Linked DNA regions of Sus scrofa: all the other regions are linked to region 3. Evidence: chromatin contacts called from public HiChIP or PLAC-seq data. All regions are on one chromosome and are shown on one strand. Each heading gives the region's core, a stretch centred on a gene start, on an enhancer-like site or on the middle of the called end of the contact. The rest is flanking DNA. Distances are from core to core; before and after follow the strand shown. Region 1 holds the start of RAD54L (RAD54 like (S. cerevisiae)). Region 2 holds the start of LOC100524873 (cytochrome b-c1 complex subunit 6, mitochondrial). Region 3 holds the start of GPBP1L1 (vasculin-like protein 1).

Evidence for each region. HiChIP or PLAC-seq counts read pairs in DNA pulled down with a chosen protein or histone mark.
Region 1: a contact with region 3 is called in an H3K27ac HiChIP or PLAC-seq map of skeletal muscle, with 4 times the contacts expected there. The contact joins the promoter of RAD54L here to the promoter of GPBP1L1 in region 3. A contact is called at or near these places in 3 of 5 promoter capture datasets (fetal liver, fetal skeletal muscle and liver) and 2 of 2 datasets of contacts at active chromatin or transcription factors (alveolar macrophages and skeletal muscle).
Region 2: an H3K27ac HiChIP or PLAC-seq map of alveolar macrophages shows a contact between it and region 3. The contact joins the promoter of LOC100524873 here to the promoter of GPBP1L1 in region 3. A contact is called at or near these places in 1 of 5 promoter capture datasets (liver), 1 of 47 Hi-C or Micro-C datasets (skeletal muscle) and 1 of 2 datasets of contacts at active chromatin or transcription factors (alveolar macrophages).

The regions. Positions count from the first base shown.
Region 1 is chr6:165,182,327-165,186,395 of Sscrofa11.1, reverse strand. RAD54L (RAD54 like (S. cerevisiae)) reads left to right here and starts at 1,755. Exons shown (of 18, transcript NM_001123183.1): 1 at 1,755-2,204; 2 at 2,280-2,366; 3 at 3,259-3,378. The coding sequence starts at 2,202.
Region 2 is chr6:165,131,693-165,136,181 of Sscrofa11.1, reverse strand. It overlaps LOC100524873 (cytochrome b-c1 complex subunit 6, mitochondrial), which reads left to right and starts at 1,807. Exons shown (of 4, transcript XM_005665459.3): 1 at 1,807-1,962. The coding sequence starts at 1,909. It overlaps LRRC41 (leucine-rich repeat-containing protein 41), which reads right to left and starts at 1,500. Exons shown (of 11, transcript XM_003128024.5): 1 at 1,267-1,500. The coding sequence starts at 1,465.
Region 3 is chr6:165,705,863-165,710,333 of Sscrofa11.1, reverse strand. It overlaps GPBP1L1 (vasculin-like protein 1), which reads right to left and starts at 1,370. Exons shown (of 12, transcript XM_021096736.1): 1 at 1,138-1,370. TMEM69 (transmembrane protein 69) reads left to right here and starts at 1,351. Exons shown (of 3, transcript XM_021096737.1): 1 at 1,351-1,488; 2 at 3,242-3,381. The coding sequence starts at 3,328.

The DNA.
Region 1 (4,069 bases), core at 506-3,005, 520 kb after region 3:
CCAACTATTGCTCTCTACAAGAGATATTCTTTTTTTGGGGGGGGCCACACCCACAGCATATGGAAGTTCCCAGGCTAGGGGCTGAATCGGAGCTACAGTTGCCAGCCTATGCCACAGCCACAGCAACACAGGATCTGAGCCACGTCTTCGACCTACACCACAGCTCAAGGAAACACCGGATCCTTTACCCACTGAGTGAGGCCAGGGATCGAATCTGCAACCTCATGGTTCCTAGTCAGATTTGTTTCCGCTGCGCCAAGACAGGAACTCCTACAAGAGATATTCTTAAATACAAAGATAAAAATAAGTTGAAAGTAAAAGGTTGGGAGAAATATAACACTGATCTGAACAATGTTGGAAATTAATATCAGGCAAAATAAACTTTAAGACAAGGAGTATCCCCAGAGAAAAAGAGGGACATTTTTTTTTCCCCTATGGCTACACCTGTAGCATATGGAAGTCCCAGGGCCAGGGATTGAACCTGCGCTGTAGCTTTGACCTATGCAGCAGCTGCAGCAACACTGGATCCTTTAACCCACTGCACTGAGCCAGGAATCAAACCCACACTTCTGCAGTGACCTGAGCCACTGCAGTCAGATTCTTAACCCACTGCACCACAGCAGGAACTCTAAGAGGGTTATTTTATAATGTTAAAAGGATCAATACATGAAGCCTTAAAAATTTAGAGCTCCCATATGGCTCTGTGGGTTAAGAACCTGACTAGCATCCATGAGGATGTGGGTTCCATCCCTGGACTCGCTCAGCGGGTTAAGGATCTGGCTTTGCCACCAGCTGCAGCAGAGGTCTCAGATGCAGCTCAGATCTGGCGTGGCTGTGGCACAGGCCGGCAGCTGCAGCTCGGACTGGACCCCTAGCGAGAAAATAAACAAATAAAAACAAAACCACCTGAAACTAACATAACATTGTAAATCAACTATACTCCCATATAAAAAATTAAATGAATCCCCCCCCCACACACCCATTTTTACCTAGGAAAGAAAAGCTTCCTCAAAGATACTCCAGACCTTAAAATCACGTCCTCTGGAGACCTTCACTGCCCAAGTCGACCACGTGGTAGGGAGACCAGGCAGAAAAACTCCCTCCTCCAGTCTGTGGGTGAAGGGAGCTGCAACGGACTCCAACCCCCAGCTGCACTCCAGGTGCAGCACAGGCAGGTGCGCCTTTCCCAGGCTTCTGCGGGCAGAAGGCAAGTCCTCCGCGGTCTGAGCAAAACTGCCACCACAGTAGCTGCCGGAGCAGCCCACCCCCTCCCTCAAACGCCCGGAGCTGGAGCCAAACCCCCGCGTCCCCGCCCCGAAGCCCCGCGGGCCCGGCCGACCCCGCCCACCTGGCCCGCCGCTCCCGCCACTGCGGGCCCCGCCCTTCCCCCTAAGCCCCACCCCCCGCGGGTCCGTTCAGCCACTCCAGGTCCAGAGCCGGCGGCTCTCGGCGACCGAGGCCCGAGCCCCGCCCCTCCCCTTGGGTCGCGAGCGCCGAACGCATCGAACGCAGCCAATGGGTGGTGCGGCGGCGCCGCCGCGGGAGGTTCGATTGACCGGGCCTGGCGGGTCCGGGGAGTCCGGGCGGCTGTTAACGCGCGCTTCGGAAAGAGGAAGGTTGAGCCGGAGGGTTGCGCGGGGAATCCGCTCTGCTCTTCATTCCGGCCACTCCTGGATTCCCCTCCCAAGCGCGGGTCTTCTTGTTCTGCCTGAATCCCTGCCCTGCCTCCCGCTGTCCAGCATCTGCACTCCGAGCCGGGAAATCCCGTTGTCCGGACTCGCCGTTCCCAGGCCTCGGATTCCGGCCCCCCAGCCTCTCTTCTGGCCTGTTATTACCCCGCCCCCCGCAACTGTCCCCTGCCTTCACATCCCCCGGGGACCTTTATCCTGACTCCGCCCTGCCCAGTTTAGTGCTCCATCTGTGTCTTCCCCCCATCCCAGACCTCTACTCGTTTCTGTTTGGATACTTCCTTCTTGGCCTGCTCTCCCGCCTTGGCTAACTGGCGGCCGACCCTCTCAGAGTTTGGGCCCAGACCTCAGCCCCTGGCTGGATTCCCTCCGTCCGTGCTTCCTCTTTGAGAGCCCATGCTCTCAATTATGTAGCGGCCCTCCTTTTACCAGGCTGGTTCTGCGTCCTCAGCTGCTGGGTGCCTTTGACCTTTGGCTAATGGGTACCTGACGTTTTATGCTCCTGGGCGCAGGATGGTAAGTATGGGACTAGAGGAGACTGGCTAGCCCAATGGCTAGGGCTGTTGGGCTCCACTGCCTCTTTCCTTCCAGAGGAGGAGCTTAGCTCCCAGCCAGCTGGCCAAAAGAAAGCCGGAAGTTAGACCCTCTGATGGTGAAGATTGGCAACCTGGAGCAGCGGTAAGTACTCTGCCCTCAAGGGGACAGGGAAGGTGGGGGTGCAGGACTGTTTAAGCAGCAAGGAATCCTGGGTTCCATGGAATGAACCCCTTCAGAACCTTCAATGACTGTTTACTGTGTGTCAGGCATTTAACCAGATAAATAAAATGATACTCAGGGGCTCACTAGAAGCTCACATGCCTCAGTTTTCCCGGTAGTAAAGGATGTTCCGAAACAAGAGATGATTGGCTCCCTTGGGGGGGTGGGGGGAAAAGGAGACCCCCTGGTGTTTGGTTTCAGGTGTGTCTTATAGCTTCAAATACCTTGGCAAGCTGGCTCGAGTGAGTTCTTGTCTGATGGCTCAGTGGGGCTGGCTCTGTAGCTGGCGTGCAGGAGGCTCCTCTACCTGTGAGAGAGGCACATTGGCTGCCCCTTGCCACTTACATGGGTCTCAGACTTGAACTTGGGGTTGCACTTGTTGTGGTCTGCTGCTGGCTTGCTCCAGAAAATGCTTTTGGTGCTGGTGTTCTCACTGCCATGGTGTGGACAGACTGGAGAGTGGCCTGAGCTGGGATCAGCTGCACTCCTGTCCCTCCATTGATAAATTCAGGGAGGGAAGCAAACGTTTGCTCATTCATTCCTTCGAGCTTTTGGAGCTAAGATATGGGGCCAGCATGACCTCATGCTACTGCTGGACTTGCCCTTCACAGGCTACTTCATTCACTGCTGCCGCAGTGCTGGATCCTTAACCCGCTGTGCCAGGCTGGGGATCAAACCTGGGTCCCAGCGCTCCCAAGATGTTGCCGATCCCACTGTGTCACAGCAGGAACTCTACTTAATAAGCATTTTAAACTCCAGTTGCCATTGTGGCCAACTCTGTGTCTTCAGACTTCACCTTCCTCTGTTCTCCTAGACTCCTAAGAAACGGAAAGCCAGCAATGAGACCCAGAGCCAGGAGTGTTTCCTGTCTCCCTTCCGGAAACCTTTGATTCAGCTGACGAATCAACCACCGTGTCTGGACAGCAGTCAACATGTAAGTCTGCACTGCGACCGGCCAGGGTCTGTGTATCCCCGCTGTTTTGTCTGGGAAGGTTCCCTCAGTCCTCACACTGGGGCCAGCAGACACTTCAGTGGCGGCTTTGGGCCTGCCCACAGCTCCCAGGGCCTGGAAAAGGCCTGGTCTCTTCCTTAGAGATTGTGTGTTTGACTTAGAGTTCCCCTTGTTTACAGCGACCTGGGCCCCAGATCTCAGGTGGCTCAGACTGCTGAGGATGAGAGGGTGCAGGGGAGTGAAGGCCTTGGCGGGGTGTTGGTGCCAGTTAGAGAACTAAGTCCCTGACTCTGCTTATGGTTTTTAAGAAGTAGCAGAGTCCTACAGCTCTGCCTTACAGTAAACTCTAACGTAATCATCACCAGAGCAGGTTTTGTGCATTATCTCATGTAACTTTATTCTTTTTTATTGTTTTTGCTTTTTAGGGCCGCACCCACGGCATGTGGAGGTTCCTGGGCTAGGGGTCCGATTGGAGCTACAGCCACAGCAGCGCCAGATCCTTAACCCACTGAGCAAGGCCAGAGATTGAAACCTCATGGTTCCTATTCCTAGTTGGATTCGTTTCCGCTGCGCCACGACGGGAACTCCTCATGTAACTTTATTTGAGATGAGGAAGCTGAGTCTCTGAGGATTAAATAATTTGCTCAAAGTTACTGAGTAGTCAGATCTGCCT
Region 2 (4,489 bases), core at 558-3,057, 570 kb after region 3:
GCCCGGGGCCTCCTCTCCTGTCACCGCTCCCTCCGCTCCCTCTTCCCCGGCCCGCGGCCCGGCCTGCCGTGTCCTCGGCAACTTCGGCCCTGGCCTCGGGGCCCCAGCCCCTCCCACCCGCAGTGTCAGGCCCGCGGCCTCCGTGGGCTCCCCCACCCCGCCCCGCGCGCCAGGCCTCCCCCCAGGGCCCTCACTTTCCTCTCTTTCCCTCGCTCCCCGGGCCAGGTCGCCGACCCGCGTCCTCTTCCTCAGCTGCCAGGCTGCGGCGGGCGGTACCCCCCGCACGGCCGGGCCTCCTCCGGCCCGTCCGGCTGCAGGCCTCCCTCCTCCGTGCCGCGGCCCGCCCGGCCGCGGGTCCTCGCAGGCTCCCCGGCCCTCATCCCGGGGCCCCAGCCCGCCCGCCTCTGCTGCTCAGCCCGCGCGCCCTCCACCGAGGCCGGGCCGGCCGCTCTCGGGCCCGGGGCCTCCTTTCAGTCCACTCGGACCCGGGCCTCCTAGCGGCGCCGCGCCCCCTTCCAGGTCGGGATCCCCCGGGCCCGCCCGCGGCCAATCCGAGCGGCTCCGGCGCTCCGTGCCCTGCCCGTCAGTCTGCCGCTCAGTCCGTTTGGCACCGAGGCCCGGGCCACAGATCGCTCCCTCCGGCCCCGGGCCGTCGGACAGGCCTCGGCGCCCCGCGTCTTTCGGCCTCTCCCGCTGCCTCATCCCCGCACTCTGCAGCCCACTGGCCGCCCTCGCCCAGCGGCTTGGCCTCCGGCGCCTCGAAGCCCGCAGTCTGCCCTGCGGACACCCGCGGCCCCGCGCCGTCGGTCAGCTGAGGTGGCCCCGGGCCTGGCCTCCCGGCCTTGGGCCGGGCCTCCCCGCCTCGGCCCCCGCCCCCCAGCAGCAGGTCTCCCGCTGCCCGTCCGTTCAACATCCGAGACTCTGCAGCCCGGCCCAGCCCGAGTGTCACTTCGGTGCCCACAGCCCGGGCCGGCAGTCCCGCCTCCGCAGCCCGGGCCCTGCCTGCTTCGTCCCAGACCGGGCCTCCTGGCCTCGCCACCCGCGCCCCCCAGCCAGGCCGCGGTGCGGGTCCACCTGCTGGTTTGGTCGCCGACCTTACTGCCTCAGCCCTGTCAGTCACGGAATTCACGCTCCGACCCCACGATATGCCTTCCAGTGCCCGGGGCTGGGCCTTGCCCCAGGCCTCCCGGCCTCGCCCCCCGCGCCCCCCGGTTGCGGGGCCGCCTCCGCTCCTTGCCAGAGGTAGCCCTTCACCCCGCGACTTACCCCACACCCCACTCTCCAGAACCCCCATATGGGCGCTCACCGCCCGCCCGCACAGCTCGAACAGGGCGGGGGGAGCGCTGGGGCCCGAGGCCGAGCTCTTCGCTGGCGCCGCCTCCCGGGACGTGGCCTCCATGGTCGTTGCCGCCGCTACCTCACAGAACCAGCAACTCCGGGCGCGCCAGGCCTCGGGCGCCGCCATCTTGGGGAGGTGCGCGAGCCCGAGGGTGGCACTCTCGGGACGCCATCTTGAAAAGGTCAGCAGTTAGGACGCGTCCATCAGCGATGTGGGGAAGAACGAGAACTAGGCTAAAGGAACATCGAAAGCTTCTGCATATTTCCCAAGTTCCTTAGAATCCGATATTGCAAATAAGCGCCAAGGTCAATATATTTGGGTGTGGCGTGACTGAGGGGTTATTCCTTAGCCAATCCTCCCCTAGTGCCAGTACCAGCTACCCCTATCCCCTGCCTCTGGGCGATAGTACATGCCAATCGGAGCGTGTGTTCGCGACTACGACGAGTCTGCCGCACTTCCGGCCAGGTCGCCGGATATCCGCCGAGTGACCCTTACTAGTCCTTCTTGATCCTGAAGTGGAATAGGTGCCGCTGTTGCTGCTCGTGCTGAGTCTAGAGCCACAGCCGGACATGGGGCTGGAGGACGAGCAAAGGATGCTGACCGGGTCTGGAGATCCCAAGGAGGTAAGACCAGGAGGGCGACTCGACCCTTTTCACTGTCCTGAGGCTCAGGAACTAGGCCGCCCAAACACGCCAGGGCCTTCTGGGCCCTGGGTTCCCCGTTGCGTTTGCAGGGTCGGGAAAGCTGGTGCCCCCGACCCTTCCCCGGAGGTCGTCGAGTGACCTTGGGCCCCTAGATGACTAGGCTTTCTCTGGGTCTCGGCTTCCCAATTCTAGGAATGTAGTGAAGACTTAACCAGAATGGAAATGCTGTGTGGACCAAACTTTTATGAAAATAGTGTCTGTATTTGCAGTCAGTCAGGTGGTCAGAACCCCTGGTTTGACGGGTTTGGAGCGCAAGCGGACCAACTGAGACCTTGCCTCAGCTCGGGTCAGGAATCCCTACCATGTCTCGTGTGGCTGTTCCGGGCACCTGGCCTTACGCTAGTTTCCGTGAAAAAGTGATTTCTTTTTCTTTGGGTGTGTGTGTATAGGGGGGAAGGTGCCCTGGGCACAGTGTGGGCATGTGCGGCGTAATTCCGTGATGGGAGAGGGAGCGCTCTGCTAGCCGAGAATGCCCGTGTAAGAATCATCATTTGTTGGCGGCTTACCGTTTCAGGCGCGTTATATGGACTAATTCATTTAAGCCCCACATTTAGTCTTGTGAAATATTAGGTACTCAGTATTGTCATTTTACAGGTGGGGAAACAAGCATAGAGACGTTAAGTATCTTGCCTGAGGACCCGCAGCTAATGAATCAGGGAGGCAGGAATTGAACCCAAGCAGCATGGTTCCGGAGCCAAAACTCAGTCACAGTATTGCACCATTTTACAGAAGCCAGCTAGCTTTTTTTTTTTTTTTTTTTGTCTTTTTGCTTTCTTGGGCCACTCCCACGGCCTATGGAGGTTCCCAGCCTAGGGGTCTAATCGGAGCTGTAGCCACCGACCTACACCAGAGCCACAGCAATGCGGGATCCGAGCCGCGTCTGCAACCTACACCACAGCTCACGGCAACGCGGGATCGTTTACCCACTGAGCAAGGGCAGGGACCGAACCTGCAACCTCATGGTTCCTAGTCGGATTCGTTAACCACTGCGCCACAACGGAACTCCCCAGCTAGCTTTTTGTTTTTCAGCACATTTCCTTGCTATTATTTGTGCTCAGGTCACTTCCCAGCAGCTATTCTGGGCTTATAGGTTCAGAAAAGTTAGAGACTAGCTTATCCCATAATTTTTTCTAGTCTCTCTCTCTGTCTTTCTTTAATTTTTTAGGGCCACACCCGCACCATATGGAAGTTCCCAGGCTAGGGGTTGAATCGGAGCTGCAGCTACACCACAGCAAGGCCAGATCTGAGCCACCACAGCTCACAGTATGCTGGATCCTTAACCCACTGAGTGAGGCCAGGAATCGAACCCACATCCTCATGGATACTAGTCGGGTTCATAATCCGCTCAGCCACAGCGGGAACTCCCTTTTTCAACTCTTATTTTCAGAGAGAGTACCAGAAAGGAATGGAGCCAGCATCAGGAAGTTCAGCTGGAACTAAACCAGAAAGTTCAGTAGGGCTCACTGACCACAGCAGTAGGTGAGAAAAAGGAAAGTGAACAAGTAGTCAGTTTTATTTATTTATATTTTTGTCTTTTTGCCTTTTCTAGGGCTGCACCAGTGGCATATGGAGGTTCCCAGGCTAGGGTCTAACATCAGCTGTAGTTGCTGGGCTATGCCAGAGCCACAGCAGCACTGCATCCGAGCCGCATCTGCGACCTGTACCATAACTCATAGCAACACTGGATCCGTAACCCACTGAGCAAGGCCAGAGATCGAACCCGCAACCTCGTGGTTCCTAGTCGGATTCGTTAACCACTGAGCCACGATGGGAACTCCTAGTAGTCAGTTTTAAAATTAAGAAAACTGAGGTTTACTTTGAAGAACTTATACCTCTTGGAGACTGAATCTTTTGATTTAGCGTCACCTTGTTTCTTCTCATTGACAGGAAGTTTTACATGAAGGGACTCCATATGCAGACTTGGATTAGTTTTTCCAAAATATGCCATGATACTTTTGACACAAAATTATTGAAGAATAAAAGATCAGTGTATAGCATTGCTAATAGGGAAATGATATAAAGGTCTTCTAGGATACTAATTTCTGGCTTCCAACTCAGAATGTGATTTCAGTATTTGGGAAAACTTTTTCAGGATGAATTTTTTTAAAGAGCAGAGTTAAGTCTTAAATTTAATGAAAAACTAGAATATTATATTCTAAATAACGTCTTCATGTTGAGAAGACACCTTTGCTAATTGTGAGAGCAAATGGCCTGGGTTACAGTTGAACCTGCCCTATCCCTCACTCCCAGCTTTTTTTTTTTTGGTCTTTTTTTTTTGGCCTTTTCTAGAGCCGATCCCGCGGCATATGGAGGTTCCCAGGCTAGGGGTCTAATCACAGCTGTAGCTACCGGCCTACGCCAGAGCCACAGCAACTCGGGATCCAAGCCACGTCTGCAACCTACACCACAGCTCACAGCAATGCCGGATCCTTAACTCACTGACTGA
Region 3 (4,471 bases), core at 121-2,620:
ACCTCTACAGGTGCTCACCGGTAGGCGTGTGTGTTTGCCGACCCCTTCCCACTTTCGGCTCCTGCCTTCCACGTGCGCGCGCGTCGCTAAGACTCCAGCCCCCAGCGGGCCTCGCTGCCGGGCTCTGGAGTCCTGCGCGGCTGGGCCCGAGGCGTTGCCCACTGGGAGTGCTAGTTCCGCCCGACCGCTGGCGTCACGCCCCTGTCCCAGCACCGGGAGGATTTCGGGTCTGAGTCTGCTCCCGTGCCAGGGCGGAGAAGCTGTTTCTCTGACCCAAAGTTTCATTGGGTGTCGCGTAACGGGAAGGGGCGGCGCTGCCATGACGGAGGAGGAAATAAAAGTGAAAGCCGATAGCGGCTGGAAGGGGTTAGCATCAGGAAGAATGTGCTGTGAGCCCGTTCTGCACGCGAAGCTAAACCTTGAGAGAGCTGGTAACCAGGAAGCTAGACTACATAGAATCTGGAGGAATGTGAAACTGGCCATCCTGGGCCGGTTCAGGTCTCCCATTGTCTTCAGACAGATACGTCTAGTGGTGCTTCCTTTTTTTTTTTTTTTTCCAGCCGCACTCGCGGCGTAGGAAAGTGCTCTGGTCAGGGATTCATTCCGAGCCAGAGCTGCGACTTACGCCATAGCTGCAGCAAGGAGAGATCCTTAACCCATTGCAGTGGGCTGGGCATCCAACTGGCACCTCTACAGAGACAAGTGGGGTCATTAACCAGCTGTGCCACAGCGGGAACTCCCGATGACAGACTGAAATTGAAGCTCAGAGAAGGGAAGGGACTTGCTCAAGGTCACCTAGCTCACAAACAAAAGTTAAAGCGGAGAGCGACAGGAGGAATAATCTAACTTCCGGGTCACCCTCAAGCCCAAGACTCTTACCACGTCTTTCATGGAAGTGAAAGTCCTGCCCCGGTGCTTTTTATTTCTTAACTAAGTTTTCAGTTAGCAGCAAAGAAAATGAAGTGGAAACAGGTGTTTGTTTTCTTAGCTAGTATTAGTTCAGGACCCCAATGAGAAGGGAGATGTGCCCCGTTGATCCTAGAAACTTTGTTGTTACGCAAAGTAAAAAAATGAATTCCAGAGATAGCAAGCAATTTGGCCAAGTCATACTTGGCCTAGACTCCAAATCTCTCCTACCTTGCTCCACCACCATCACTCTGAGATGGTTCCAGTAGTTTCACTCCACCTTCCCGAACTCTGCGGAGCAGATTCTTCTGGCTGGGAAACCTGGAATAGAAAGGCAAGGACCGTTCAGATGCCCTAAGAATTCCAAAGCCGGCTTTCACTAGAATCAAGATGTTAGAGTCCAAGACAGAAAGCCTGGAATTGGGAACCAGTTAGGGGTGGTTAGGTCTCCAGCCGGACTGATTTTTTTCCGGCTCCCAGGAAGTGGGAGGCTAATAACCCCCACTTGCCGGAAGTGCTTTTTCCAGAGAGCCTGGCCAATCTTGCAGCTCAGCTTTCCACCTCCCCGCGCGACGCTGGCAAGTAAGTAACAGCGCTGCTGCGACCAGTGCAGGTTGGGAAAGGGGGGCACCAAGCCTTCAGAGTAAAACTGAAACCGCAGGCACAGTTGGGCACAGTTTCCCGAGGATCTTTGCATCCAGACCCCGCCTTCCCTTTTCTCTGCTGTCGGCGCTGAGACTTGCATTTTGCAACTCTTATATTTGAGGCAGTGGAAACCTTGAGCTTTTTCACCAAAATTGAGCAGATTAACACTTGGGGCTTTGTCCTTTAAACCCCTCACCAGTTGCCGTCCTCAGGCTTTTAGGGTGTCACTTTTTCGCTTCAATACTCTTGAGATGGGAAGCACATGTCACCTTGCATAGAAAGTTCGAAAGGTTGAGGGAGCATTAAGCTTTTTAATGGGGTGATTTTGAACAAAGGTGAATGTGTGGGCCATGCGGATACGTGTGTCTGGGAGTCAGGAGTAGATGTGTGTTATCTAACCTCTGCTCAGAGGCCAGAGATAAACGTCCTGCTTGCTTCCTTATTCATAGAATGAAGACACTGACTGGCTGGTGTACAGAATTTCTTGACCCAGCCCTAAGATCTGTAGTCAAGAAATTAGTTCACCAAGTTTTTTAATCAAGCAGCAACTGTGGGGTTTGGATTTTTAGACACCTCATTCTTCTGGTTAAGAATGGAACTCATGTAAACATGATAGATGTAGATTCATATTTTCACACAGCCACTTACTGGGCTGCTTATATTGTGTAAGGTGGGAATAATAGCTAATATTTTTTGAGTGCCTACTTTGTGTTAGGAACAGTTGTCAGCTCTTTACATGTATTGACTTTTTTTTTTTTTTAAAAATACAAAGACCCTATGTAGTTATTATAAGCCTTGTAGATGAGTGAACTGCACCATAGCCAGCTTAAATAATTTGTCCAAAGTGATATAGCTAATACTATGTTGGAGCCAGGATTCCAAACCAGATTATTTGACTCAAGTCTGCACTCTAACTTAACAGGCAATACTGTTTCCAGCACCAAGTTGATGAGGTCATTGTATTGAATGAGTTAGTGCATATAAAACACATAGTTACAGTGCCTGCTAAATTGTATTGATTGCTACTATCATTACTTTGAGCTGTAAACTACAAAGCCCCAAAACATACCTTAAGGGAAAAAAAAAAAAAAAGCAGAGAAGCTATATGACTTTCAGTGTTTTGTCTTTTTTTCTTCGGCCGCACCCGTATGGAAGTCCCAGGCTAGAGGTCGAATTGGAGCTGTAGCCACCAACCTACGCCAGAACCACAGCAACTCGGGATTTGAGTTGTGTCTGTGACCCATACACCACAGCTCACAGCAACGCCAGATCCTTAACCCACTGAGCGAGGCCAGGGATCGAACCTGCAACCTCATGGTTCCTAGTTGGATTTGTTAACCACTGAGCCACAACGGGAACTCCTATGACTTCCAGTGTTAAAGATGAGAAAGCTGCACTCCAAGGAAACAATTTACTCAAGGTCACACAGCTGGGAAATGAGGGAGGCATTTGTAAAACCCAGATCTATTGTCTCTATGCATTAATTACGTTGTAATACCAGACATCAAAAGCTTAAAAAAATGGTTCAGAGAAGAAAAGGATCTATTAATATGTTAACTGATTTTTTGAAAACATTAGTGATTGTTTTCCAAGGAAACTGTGTTATATGGAAGAAATCCTCCCGAATTACTACTTTTAAAAAACTATGTATAAAATGAAGAAAATAAATGACATCTTATTTTGTACATAGCAGCATGCTTCTGATTAAGACCCTCCAGTTAGCTGTAAAAATACATTAATCAGAACTGCCTGGCATCTTCCTAAGCAAGACTCTCAATGAGGCCCAATATGCTTCGCTTCATCCAGAAGTTTTCTCGAGCATCTTCAAAGGTTAGTTTATTCAGCAAATATTTGAGCACTACTTTCCAGGCATTGCTTGGCTAGGCAATAGCAGTGAAGAAGAAAAAAATCCTTTCCTCTTATATTCTGGTTGAAATGTTTGCTGTGTCAAGTGTTACATGCTATAGAGAACTTTAGAGCAGGGAGGGGGAATAGAGAACAGTAGACTTAAGGATTGCATTTACAAGCAGGGTGATCAGCAGTGAGGGAAGGAGCCATGCAAGTAGCTCAGGGAAGAACATTCTATACAAAAAGAAAAAAAGAGGAGTTCCTGCTGTGGCACAATGGGTTAATGATCTGGCTTGTCTCCATGGAGGCACTGGTTCAATCCCTAGCCCAGCACAGCGGGTTAAGGATCCAGCATTGCTACAGATGTGGCACAGGTTGCAGCTCTGGCTCCAGTTTGATCCCTGGCCTGGGAACTTCCACGTGCTGCAGGTCCAGCTGAAAAAGAAAAAAGATGGAATCATTCCTAGCATTTTGGGTAATCACCAAGATTCTTAAATAACTATTCCATTTTTTCTTTCATCCAACATTTTTTTTTTTTTTTGAGTTACTCTTGATCTGTTTATCTGTTGAAATATGGAATCTTCTCACTAAAGCCCAGAATCAGCAGGGTTATTGCTTTGGCCATGTACCATGAAAGGCATTGGGGATTTTTTAAGGCAAAGAAAAAAATTATGGTCCTCGCCCTTGAACCTACTGAGACAGACAAGTAAACACATGATTTTAATTCACTGTGAGAATTATGATGAAAGTGTGCATGGTGTTTTTACTTATTGGGAGTATTAAATCAGATTGGAGAAAGCTTCAAGCTGAATTTTGAAAGATAAGACAAGTTCCCTAGATAGAAAAGTGGTAATCTAGAATTCTAGGCATAGACAGAAAGGCATGAAGCTGTGAAAAGTATACAGTGTCTAAGGCCTAATTTTCTCTACATAGAATAGCATTCCCACAGTAATTAGTGCTGCTTCTTTTGCAATCTATAAATAGAAGAGGCAGTTTAGAATGACAGAAACTGAAAGACCTAGTCTACCTGTTCCTCCTTCAGATAATTTTTTCATGGGAAAAGGTAAGTAGT